3 separate regions of the Hordeum vulgare genome follow, and regions 2 and 3 are each linked to region 1. Evidence: chromatin contacts called from public Hi-C data. All regions are on one chromosome and are shown on one strand. Each heading gives the region's core, a stretch centred on a gene start, on an enhancer-like site or on the middle of the called end of the contact. The rest is flanking DNA. Distances are from core to core; before and after follow the strand shown. Region 1 holds the start of LOC123442899 (zinc finger CCCH domain-containing protein 2). Region 2 has its middle 82 kb from the start of LOC123442898. Region 3 has its middle 64 kb from the start of LOC123442898.

What was found. Hi-C and Micro-C count contacts between places; a contact is called where the count stands out from the background.
Region 2: a Hi-C map of leaf shows a contact between it and region 1, with 6 times the contacts expected there. The contact joins the enhancer-like site here to the promoter of LOC123442899 in region 1. A contact is called at or near these places in 2 of 6 Hi-C or Micro-C datasets (both in leaf) and 1 of 1 datasets of contacts at active chromatin or transcription factors (embryo).
Region 3: a Hi-C map of seedling shows a contact between it and region 1, with 3 times the contacts expected there. The contact joins the enhancer-like site here to the promoter of LOC123442899 in region 1. A contact is called at or near these places in 1 of 6 Hi-C or Micro-C datasets (seedling) and 1 of 1 datasets of contacts at active chromatin or transcription factors (embryo).

The regions. Positions count from the first base shown.
Region 1 is chr3H:45,349,539-45,353,384 of MorexV3_pseudomolecules_assembly, forward strand. LOC123442899 (zinc finger CCCH domain-containing protein 2) reads left to right here and starts at 1,361. Exons shown (of 1, transcript XM_045119079.1): 1 at 1,361-3,326. The coding sequence starts at 1,476. The coding sequence ends at 2,615.
Region 2 is chr3H:45,140,229-45,144,050 of MorexV3_pseudomolecules_assembly, forward strand. No RefSeq gene overlaps it. Among protein-coding and RNA genes, the nearest start is that of LOC123442898, 82 kb to the left of the region's middle. Within about 2 kb of position 2,328, at least 3 of the 3 cell types and tissues checked have open chromatin away from gene starts, as enhancers often do. A contact at or near this core is called in leaf, where this site is marked.
Region 3 is chr3H:45,122,743-45,126,443 of MorexV3_pseudomolecules_assembly, forward strand. No RefSeq gene overlaps it. Among protein-coding and RNA genes, the nearest start is that of LOC123442898, 64 kb to the left of the region's middle. Within about 2 kb of position 1,334, at least 3 of the 3 cell types and tissues checked have open chromatin away from gene starts, as enhancers often do. A contact at or near this core is called in seedling, where this site is marked.

The DNA of each region.
Region 1 (3,846 bases), core at 111-2,610:
TGTAAGCTTATGTGTGCGCGTGTCGTTAGATATTTGTTATATTTGTTGCTGTTCCGTCTAGAAAATCTCCAACGTTTCCAACTGTCAATAATAATACGCCCAGTTTAAGTTAGCAGCTAAGTTTAGGTTTCTAACATAAAATTATTTAGAACTACATGGATGTGGACATCCTGGAAACTTTCCCCCTACCCTCACACAAATATCTAGTTCTGTCCTCTTAAGATATTTGTGATTATCTTTTGATCAATATTTCTCACTCATGAATAATATTTGCTATTTACACCCAGGAGAATGCTCATGGATCTATGTCCGTTTTCAACAACCGTTATTATTAAAGCATCTTCAATAGCATGTGTATATTTTAATATTTTAATATTTATATAAATCATAATCTATTATTTTTCTCAACTTTAAATTTAATTTTGCATTAAAACATATATATATATATATATATATACGGAGACCATGATGGATGAAAGGTAGAAATTGTGACTACAATTGAGTTTGGATGATGTCTTCACATTGTCAATGTCGATTTGAAAAATGTACATGTTTGAATGATTGCATAGACAAGCTACTGAACGCCTGTTGTGGTCTCACATCTTGAAAAACGAATATAGACATCCATATAAATAACCTATCGGAGACGCTCTTACGGAATTTACGGACGTTAACAGTCAAAATAATTCTTTGCCACACTAGTACTCCTTCAGAGAGAAATAATCCAGCGGAGCATAGTTAATAGTTGCTCCTACGCTAAGTGGAAAGGCAGGACGATTCTAAAATCGGACGCAGCCAAACCGGTGACAGGCACATGCGAGTGCAGCGGTACACATACACGCTCGGGAGTTGGGAAAGAAAAGAAAAAAAAAAGGAAAAAAGGGCAAGCACCCATCTGCATGCACGCATCTGTCCAAGCCGCGCCACCACTCCCTACCCCAGGTTTCCAGAAACTACACGAACCCAATATCTTCCCCCGGACCGGACCCCAAACCCCAAACCCCCAACCTATACACGTAGCCCGCTCCCCTCAAAAAAAAAAAAAAAAAGATCGTAGGGCTCCCTCCCTCCCCACTCCACGACGTGTCCCTGACCCGTCCCCCGCTCGAGACACCTCGCCCTCCCGCATGCCTCCCCGCCCGCCGCGTGTATCGCTCCGTACCGCCCCTTTATCCCCGCCTCGCCTCGTTCCCTCTCGCTGACCGTGGGCCATGGGACTCCGGTGGGGGCGACGTGTCAGCGGGGTCAGCGGGGTGGCTGCCTGGCTACCGCCGTGCGGGGAGGCAACGGCGTCAGTTAGCTTGTACGACCGCGCCGTCTGTGGTTGTGGGCGAGGGTGTTTATAAGCGCGCGCCGCTTGGTGTTCTTCTCCACAATCCGTCCGAGACCCACCCACCTTCAGTCCACTAGCAGATCTCTTCCTTCCCGTAGAGCAGACGGTAGAGCAGAGGCAGCGCCCAGCTCTCAGCCTAGACATGATGATGATGAGCGAGGGAGTGAGCGTGCCGCCGTGGGGCAACCTCCCGGTGAGCGGCGTCGACGCCGGCGGTGGCGACGAGACGCCGTTCCTGTTCGCCGCGCTGCGCCAGTACCTGCCGTGCAACGACATGGCGGGCGCGGGCGGCGATGACGAGGACGAGGCGGCGGCCATGGCGGCCGCGGTGGACGCGTACGCGTGCGACGAGTTCCGCATGTACGACTTCAAGGTGCGCCGGTGCGCGCGCGGCCGGAGCCACGACTGGACCGAGTGCCCCTTCGCGCACCCGGGGGAGAAGGCGCGCCGCCGCGACCCGCGCAAGTACCACTACTCCGGCACCGCCTGCCCCGACTTCCGCAAGGGCGGATGCAAGCGCGGCGACGCCTGCGAGTACGCGCACGGCGTCTTCGAGTGCTGGCTCCACCCGGCGCGCTACCGCACGCAGCCCTGCAAGGACGGCACCGCCTGCCGCCGCCGCGTCTGCTTCTTCGCCCACACCCCCGACCAGCTCCGCGCCATGCCGTCCCAGCACTCCAGCCCCAGGAGCACGCCGCTGTCCCCGCTCGCCGAGTCCTACGACGGCTCCCCGCTCCGGCGCCAGGCGTTCGAGAGCTACCTCAGCAAGAGCATCATGTCCTCCTCGCCCACCAGCACCCTGCTCTCCTCCCCGCCCAAGTCGCCCCCGTCCGAGTCGCCGCCATTGTCTCCCGACGGGGCCGCCGCCTCCTTCCGCCGCGGTTCATGGCCCGGCGTTGGGTCGCCCGTGAACGACGTCCTCGCCTCGCTCCGCCAGCTGCGCCTCGCCAAGGCGCAGGCGTCGCCGTCCGGTGGGTGGCCCGCCTACCCCACCTCCCCTGCCGCCTACGGCTCGCCCAAGGCCGGCGGCCTCTACAGCCTCCCCACCACCCCCATGGGCACTCAGACCAGCGCCTCCAGCTTCATGGCCAACCTGGAGCCACTCAACCTCCGCTTCCTCGACGACGAGGAGCCGGTTCAGAGGGTGGAGTCCGGGAGGGCGCTCCGGGAGAAGGTGTTCGAGCGGCTGAGCCGAGACGGCGCCGCGCCCCGCAGCTGCGACGTCGGTGCCGGAGCAGGAGGAGGCCCCGACGTCGGGTGGGTCTCAGACCTCATCAACTGAGGCAGCCCGTTCCTTCTTCCAAGTTTACTTTGCGGAGTCGCTCAACAAGATGGCATGACGGAGGTGGCGGTAAGAAGAAGAAGGAAGAAAAATGGCACCCCAAAAAAATTATCCTCAAGTTTCTTTTGCTATTTCAAGTTGCTGCAAATTCCTGTACATAGCTGCTATCTATCTCCCATGTGAATATTCCTGGTTGGCGGAAGGGAGGCAAGATGAAGGAGGAGGATGGGTGGATTTGTTTTGGGGTTCTTGAGGAAGTAGGAATTTACCCAAAAGGAAAAATTACCAAAAAAAGGAGGGAAGAGGTGGATTGGAACTTGGATGGTGGTGGTCCTATCTGTTGTGTTGTGCATAGGTGGAAGGGTGGGTGGTGAAGCATGGAAGGGAAGCTGGCTGGTGGTGGTGACGATGAGAGGGTTGGAAGGTGGACTTGATTCCTGTGATTACTGGCGCTGTTGTTGTTTCTTTATCGTCCTCGTTAGTGCATCATCTGGACTAGCTGAAGACCGACCGATTTCACATTTTGTTAATTAATGTAATCCTTCGTAAGGATGGCGATCGACGATCCGATCCCCCACACCATATTTTGTACTACTGCCTTAGCCGCTTAGCGGCCTTTAATCCTTGGTTCATCCAATGGCGATGAATCAACTCCCCCCCCAATGTATTTGTGTAATCCTTCGCTATTATCAAGTAAATGATGTTTATCTATCTCCTGTCATATCATATCATATCATATCGGTAAAATAATTTACCCTTTTGCCCCTTTTTTCTTTCTTGTGTTGCGCACGTCTTGCTATATCTATCTTCCCATCCATTCTTCCAGTAAAAAAGTGTGAATGAAACGAAATGGTTGTGATTGCGATCGTTGTTGGCGCTTGCGGTGACGTGGTGGTGGCGGGCCGGCGCGCGTGTCCGGCGACGGTTGAGGCGGAGTGGTCGACAACGGTGGCTGGTGAACTCGGATGGTTGGAACAGTATGGGAGCGATGTGGGCGTGGAACCCCCCGCGAGAGAGACCGGCGAGCGAGACGGCGCCGGAGTGGCCGGCTGGTCGTTTTCCCCCTTTGGTGCGCTGGCCCTGCGGCCGGAGGGGATTGGTACAGCCGGCGGCGTGCCCATCGTCCCCGTCGCCGTCGCACATGCACAAAGATCTTCCTTTTCTTGGGATCGATCGAGCATCGTAGTAGTACATATGCCGGACTTCCTTTGGTAGCGCTCCGTTTCCTTTT
Region 2 (3,822 bases), core at 1,078-3,577, 210 kb before region 1:
GATACAGAAAGGTTGTGGACGATCAATGCCGAGAGGGGCTTTCCAGGCATGCTTGGTAGTATCGGTTGTATGCACTCGAAGCGGAAGAACTGACCATTTGCTTGACACGGGTAGTACAAGGGACATGTGAAAGGTGCCACTGACATACTTGAAGCTCTCTCTTCACAAGATCTGTGGATATGACATTCTTTCTTCGACATGGCTAGTTCTTACAATGATATTATCGTTCTTCAGCATTCTCCAGTGTTTGCAAGGCTAGTAGAAGGCCACTGTCCGGAGGTCAACTTTAAGATCAATGGCCATCATTACAACATGTGATATTACCTAGCTGATGGTATCTATCATGAGTGGTCTAGTCATGTGAAGACCATACCCAATCCGCAAGGAGAAACGAGAGAGAGGTTTGCCCAAATGCAGGAAAGTGTTAGGAAAGATGTGGAGCGTGCATTTGGTGTGCTTCAGTTTTGATGGGGTATCGTTCGAAACCCTGCATTGACATGGAGCACTCAGAAGCTTTGGGAGGTGATGATTTCTTATGTGATCATGCACAACATGACTGTTGAGGATGAGCATGATGGAAGCATCTACGACCAAAGGTTTGATTTACAGCGTCAGAATGTTGAGCATGAGCACCCACCTCCTGGAACCTTTGAATAGTTTGTTCGGTTTCATCGTGAGATGCGTGATCGAAACACTCATACATAGGTGCAAGATGACTTGATTGAGTACATGTGGGATCAAATTTGCAATCAGTAGATTTATCGGTTTAATCTTTTTTCGTGTGCAAAAACTTTGTGTGGTTTTGTAAGACTATTTGATATTTTTAAATTTTAATTGAATTGTAATAAAATATTATTTTGAATATTAAACTATTAGTTACATTTGATTTGAATTATTTTTGCTATGCTTGATTATTATACTTGTTCTTCGACGGATGAGATGGAACAAAAGATGCGGCCGCGATGAACGTCCGGCCGACGTAAACCGGTAAACAAACCTTATTATTATGTTAAAACGGACAAAATCCGGATAAAACAGATGTCACTTCAGTATGCGTTGGAGTTGTCCTCAGAGCCAGCCATCAACAATAGTCATGCACGCACCGCTGGCCTGCGCTGGCACACACCACTGCTGGCGGCCGTACGTGTGATCCCTTAACAGGCCGGACGCTGCACCAAGTTTTTACCCCATTTGCACATGTCTCCAGCAGGGGAGCGGGTCGCGCACCGCCGTGACACGGCGACAGACAAGATAGAACCGCACCCGTCCACCTGTCCACCACAGGCCCCATAGGCCATACGGACGTGAATCCCTCCCTCCCGTCGGTCGATCCAAAGCATGTTCGCACCAACTGTTCTCTCGCCGGAGCACCGCGACGTACGTACGTACGTGTCCCCGACCGCCGCACGTTTCCTCCCCACCTTTTCACGTGCCACGGCGCCTTTCCCGACAAGCGCGCGCTCCGTGCATGCAGCCCCGGGGCGACGCCGCGCGCCGCTGCGCGAGCGGCACACGTACGCGGCGTCGTCTGGAACCCCTGCGACGTGTGCCGGCCCGCACATGCATGGGCGCGGGGGGCGCATGTGGAGTGATCCCCGGCCCGCGGCACGTACGTACGACCCGTCGCTTTACGCTCTCGCTAAACCTGCCGAGTCACCGCCATGGCGGCCATTACGTGGTGGCTAACCCCTCCTCGAATCTTGGGCCTCCACTGTACTACGCCTCAAGTAGTAAAACCGGCTCGTCCTCGCCGGCAATACTTTATCCGGCCGGAGAGAGCGACGTGCGCAGGGACTGGCCGATAGAATAGTCGGGACGGGTCGGGTCGTGTCTCGGCCACGAGCAAAAGCCATTTGCGGAGCTTGCGATTTGCAAGAAATTAAAAGCGGGCATCCATCGACATTCCATCTGCAGCTAGGTAGGTGACGACGCTTTCTTATCCGTCCATCCATATCTACCTATAGCTGCTTTGGCTAACGGGATTAAGCTATCACGTACAGTAACCTTTTCCTTCTTTTTTGGGGTCCAGAAAAGCAGGTACGGGTCGGTCTCGTGAGGTTGAGGCTTGAGCGCGCTGGCCGGCAGCTTTGCTTGGGTTACAATCCATAATGCGGTCCCTAATGATGCGCTTTATGGCGTATCGCCGGTACTGGTAAGAACTGATTAGGCTAATATAAGCACACACGCACGCACGCTTTTCTCGCCATGGATCTTATCCGGAACAGATGCTCCAGGGGCGCCACGTTGGCATCGGGTGCTCGTGCATAGCCATCGGTTTGGTAGGTGGGATTCGCTTGTCACATGCGAACATGCATAGCCTCAACGGCATCCCGTTGCCAACCGAGGCTGCCACGGACACACGGTGGATTTCTTCCAGGGCTGATCGATCAGATATTCAGATGGTGCTGCGTCACAGTGTCAAGCCACCAACTAATTTCCTTTTAACAATCACCATCCGGGGTCTTGGCATCTTGGCTAACCCGCAGCTCAGGAGCAGGTAGATTGTATTTGTTTTGCCTGGTCCAAATGTAAGTTGTTCAAGTACATGTGCACCCCAACGGAGTGAAGCAAAAACCGCTAGCCCTAGTTAGGCGACAAGCTTAGTCGTTGTGTGCTTTCCTTGCCTTGTTGACCTTAACTACGTACGCACCCTGTCCGTGGGAGTCTTAACGGAAAAGTCAGCCACCTACAAGAGTACATACACTACCGTCGAAGAACCTTAGCTATAGTGAATGATAGTGACCAGCCGGCACGGCACAAGTATTTCCAAATCACTGTCTGCGTCCATATCCTGTCACTTGTTGAGTGCCCCCATGGTATTCTACTACTCCGGCATAGTTGACGTTGTGTCTGCCTGTCTGGTTTCTCCGCAGCAACTAGACCGAAAAACACAGCTGGCCTAACCGTGTAGTGAACAACGACCGCCTTCTTATCCATCCCGGCTTAGCATAGCAGGGCTTGCCAATTTAATCGTCAGCATGTCGCTGTTACTTGATCCGCAAATTAAGTCTCGCGACTGGGCTAGCCCTAGCCATATACATCATCGCCTCTTCCATATAATTGGGTCCATGCATGCACGAAGGTCAGCAGCCATTGGGCACGGGCTTGGACTTCGCGTGCTTGGATTTGATCTTGACGTGCAGCATCGATGATTAACTATGCAGCGCTGTTTTAGTACGTGCTTCGGTTACTTTGTCATAGATATCTTCTTCTTTCCGCGCAAATCGGGGCGCTTGTTCTTCTCTTGTCTACTGTCTTCTTAGTGGAGAAAGCAGACATCATCGCAACTTGCCAAGATATGCCATAAAACAACTGGACCTGCGTGAAAAGACGAGGCTACTCCAGCAGAAATTACAGAATATATATCGCTCCACTTTGCATCAGCAGCCTATTGGCACCAGAAATGGAGCTTTATTAATTAGCTTTGCTTGCCGTAACAATGCGTGCATGAGATGAGATGGAGCATCGTATCATCCAAGAATCATAGGGGTCGACAACCTAGCAAGATAGCACACTTGGCGTCTTCTTTATGAGCTTGCAAGCATAGACCATATTAAGATATTTCGGTAGTTAGGGTTAGGCCACCATATCATATGAGGGAGGATAAGGCAGAATCTAGTCACTGTACTTGGTTTGAGATGCCTGCTAGCATGCCGTGCACACGTGCTGCCGCCTCAGGATCCCGGAGCGGAAGCAAACCAGCGGACAGGGGAATGCGTGGTTTCTATTCCCGGTAGACACTAAATAATGCAATGGCTGTTGATGCGTTGCTTTTGTTCGGAGCGTTCGTCGCTTAACATTACGAGTATACCGTACGCATGG
Region 3 (3,701 bases), core at 84-2,583, 230 kb before region 1:
ATCGAGCGACATGAGGACATTCCACTACATCAACGTGTTTCTTAACGCTTCCTGCTGTGCGATCTACAAGGGTACGTAGATCCAAATCTCCTCTCGTAGATGGACATCACCATGATAAGTCTTCGTGCGCGTAGGAAAAATTTTCTTTCCCATGCGATGTTCCCCAACAAGAAAGACTATAAGGGAGCCCCTTTGAAGAGAAGATTAGGATGCAACATTACAAAACAAAAAAGTTGACTTGCTATGTTGGTTAGGAAATATCTCACAAATGATGTATATCACTCATTGTGAGCATTATCTTCACAATCGTCCTAAAGTTGTGTTAGCGGCCCGATCCGTTTAAGCGGGAGCTTGCACGAGTATATGAGTTAGTTTTGTAAAACTTCTTGACCCTTTCGCCTAGTGTTGGGAAGGTCTTAGAAGGCTTTTTCTTCCAAGATATTCTTGGTTTTTCTTATCTTTTATCTTTCCTTCAATTTTTCTTCCTTTTTTCTTTTTTTCTTTTCATTTTTTGTACTTTACCATTTTTTAAACCAACATTTTCTATTTTTTAGATCCGTGAACAATTTTCATATATGTTAAATTGCTTCAAATTCATGAATATCTTTCTTATTCTATAAAATTTTCTGAATTCTTGAACACAACTAAAACTTGTTTGAATTTTCTGAACTCATGAATATGTTTCGAAACTACCAAAAAATTTAAAGTTCATAAACAATTTAAAAATCCACAAACAGTGTTAAAATTCTTGAACATGTTTTGAATTCCTGAATGTTTTCAAATAAATGAATATTTTTGGAATCAACAAACAATATTTCCAATTCACGAATAGTTTTCCAAATTCAGGGATATTTTTTAATTCATCAACAATTTCGAGAATTCATATAAAAATTCTAAATATTTTTTGAATTCTTGAACTATTTTTGGAATGCATGAACTTGTTTGGATATGTCGAAATGAATCATCATTTTTTTCAAATTCATAGTAACATTTTTCATTGTGGTGAACATTTTTTTACCCATTTCATACAGTAAAAACAGATGGAAAAAATCATGAAATGTTTTTGAAACAAAACGAAGCCCATAAAAAATTGAGTCTAAAAAAGGAAACCGATAATTGTTTTGTAAGAAAAAAAGAAACTCATAAATGATACTTCCTTTATAAATTAATATAAAAGTGTTTAGATAACTAAAATAGTGATCTAAACGCTCTTATTTACGGAGGGAGTACCTACGCTACGCTATAGTAACTAGCGATCCAACGTAATGAGCTGGCCCACCCGATGCTGGTACATGAGCGATTGCTCGGGACAAACATGGCCCAGCCCTTTATATTTAAGGCCCTAGAAAGAAAGATCAAATTAAGCAAGCTTGGGCCAGCATTGGGCCTGCCCACTCTAGTCTCGAGCTGCTTGTTTTCTCTTCCGGAATTGTTTCCTTTTTCCACGTTTTGAAATGAAAAACAGATTGATTTTCCGTCTGTTTTCATTTTTTTATAGACCCAGCTAAACCGCGGTCTTTCAATATGCTGCACCGGCGCGCCGGTCGAAACTTTTGGACGGCCGAGCGCGGGCCGCACGATCCACCAACCCCCACGCGTCCGCATCGTTGGATCTTCATGTAACATTTTTTTTTCTGATACAGCAAAATTCATCGCGATGCAGCAATTTTTTCAACGGTTGCAACAAAAAATAAATTTTGTAGCAAAAAAATATCTACGTGATCGTAGCAAAAAACGAAGCTGATGGTGCGTGGTAGCAAAAGTCAAAACGCCGGTTGTAACAAATATCTACGTGAACGTGTATGCAACTTTTTTAGTGAACGGTTGCAGCAAAAAATGATGCCGGTTGTAGTAAAAATTAACACGGTTGTAGCAAAAGTAAAAAACATCGATTGTAACGAAAAATTCGACGAACTGAAGTTGCAACCAAACGTATATGCAGCTTTTTACTGGAAAAATATAGCAAAGAAAAACCTTACAGCAAATATGATGCTGGTTGCAACAAATTTAGACGAAAAGTGTTGCATCCACTGAGCAACGAAGCGCGCGTGCGAAAAATGTTGCATGGCCCACGCGCGCGAGGGAGCGACCGACGCGCCGTAAGGAAACGTTTCCTTTCAATATTGGGTCCTATTTTATCACATCTAGATCTCACATCTAGATCTCACATCTAACAATGTCACATACAAGTATTCGCCACGTCACCTTATCATTATTCTTCTTTTTTAACTTATTGTTTGTTTGATTATATTTGTCAAAGAAAAAAAACAGAACAAATAAACTTTCCCGCACGTCCGTTGGGTGGGCTGGCCTATACGTCAAGCCACTACTATGATTTACTCGTATGGCACATCTGATCCCTAGCATTGAACAGTGCAGCCATGGATTTGTTCATTCTTGCATTGGTCACTATCTTCTTACCAGTACGTCTCTGATCGCTAGCTTTCAGTAGGTTACAAACGATATCTTTTCTTCTGCCTTTTGGTTTTTGCCCTTTTTCATCCTTACATTTTGTACATTAATTTTCAATAAAGATAAAGTTTGATCAAAACATGTACACGAATTTAAATAAGTATTTTCAAATTCGAAAAACGTTAATGAACACATTCTAATATACGGTGAACAATTTATTTTAAAATGTTCACAAATTTGAAAAAAAACTTCAAATTTGACACTGTTCACGGGCATTAAAAATGTTCATGGACTTCATTTTTCTTTTTAAAAAGTTCATGAATTTAAAATTCCCAAAAACAAATGGAGACAACTTTTAAAATGCAACTAGATTTTCTAAAATATGTTATGCAAAATTTAAAACATGGTGTTTCTAAAAATATGGGGTGCGGGTTGTGAGCCCATAATTGGCTTGGAACTGTGATAACAAAGACGAGCCGAGTTACGAGTCGAATACTGGACTTACGACCGGGACAACAACAACATATGATCTGAGTTGCGAGTCAAGCATGGACTTGCAATTAAGACAACTACGAAACAAATGAGCCAAGTTGCGAGTCGAGGATGGACTTGCGACGGGGACAAGAAAAAACTATGACCCTAGTTGCGAGTCGAGGTGTGGACTTGCAAGTGGAACAACAACAAACTATGGGCCCAGTTGTTATTCGAGCATGAACTTGCAATTAAAAAAAAGAAAACTATGAAACAAATTAGCACAGTTGTGAGTCAAGGATCGTTTTGCAACTAGGATGAAAGAAACCATGGTCTTAGTTGTGAGTCAAGGGTGAACTTACAACTGGGATGAAAAACAAAATACCTTCTAGTTGCGAGTTGAGGGTTGGCTTGCAACTATGAGAACTATGAGCCAAGATGTGATTCGAAGGTAGACTTGCAACTAGGACAACTAAGAAATTACAAGCCCAATTACGAGTCAAGGTCGACTTGCAACTGGGGCAACAACAAAACAATGGGCCCAATTTCGAGTCGAGGGTGAACTTGAACTGGGCTAAAAAACAAAACACATGCCCAGTTGCGACTCGAAGGTGGAATTGCAACTGGGACACTATGAAACTACGAGCTAGTTACAAGTCGATGGTGGACTTGCAACTCGGATGAAAGACAAATTCTAGGTCCACTTACGAGTCAAGGACTTGCAACTGAGATGACAATCAAACACATCCCAATTGCAAGTCGAGGGTGGGCTTGCAATTGGGACAACAACAAACTATGGGCGCAATTGCGAACCGAGG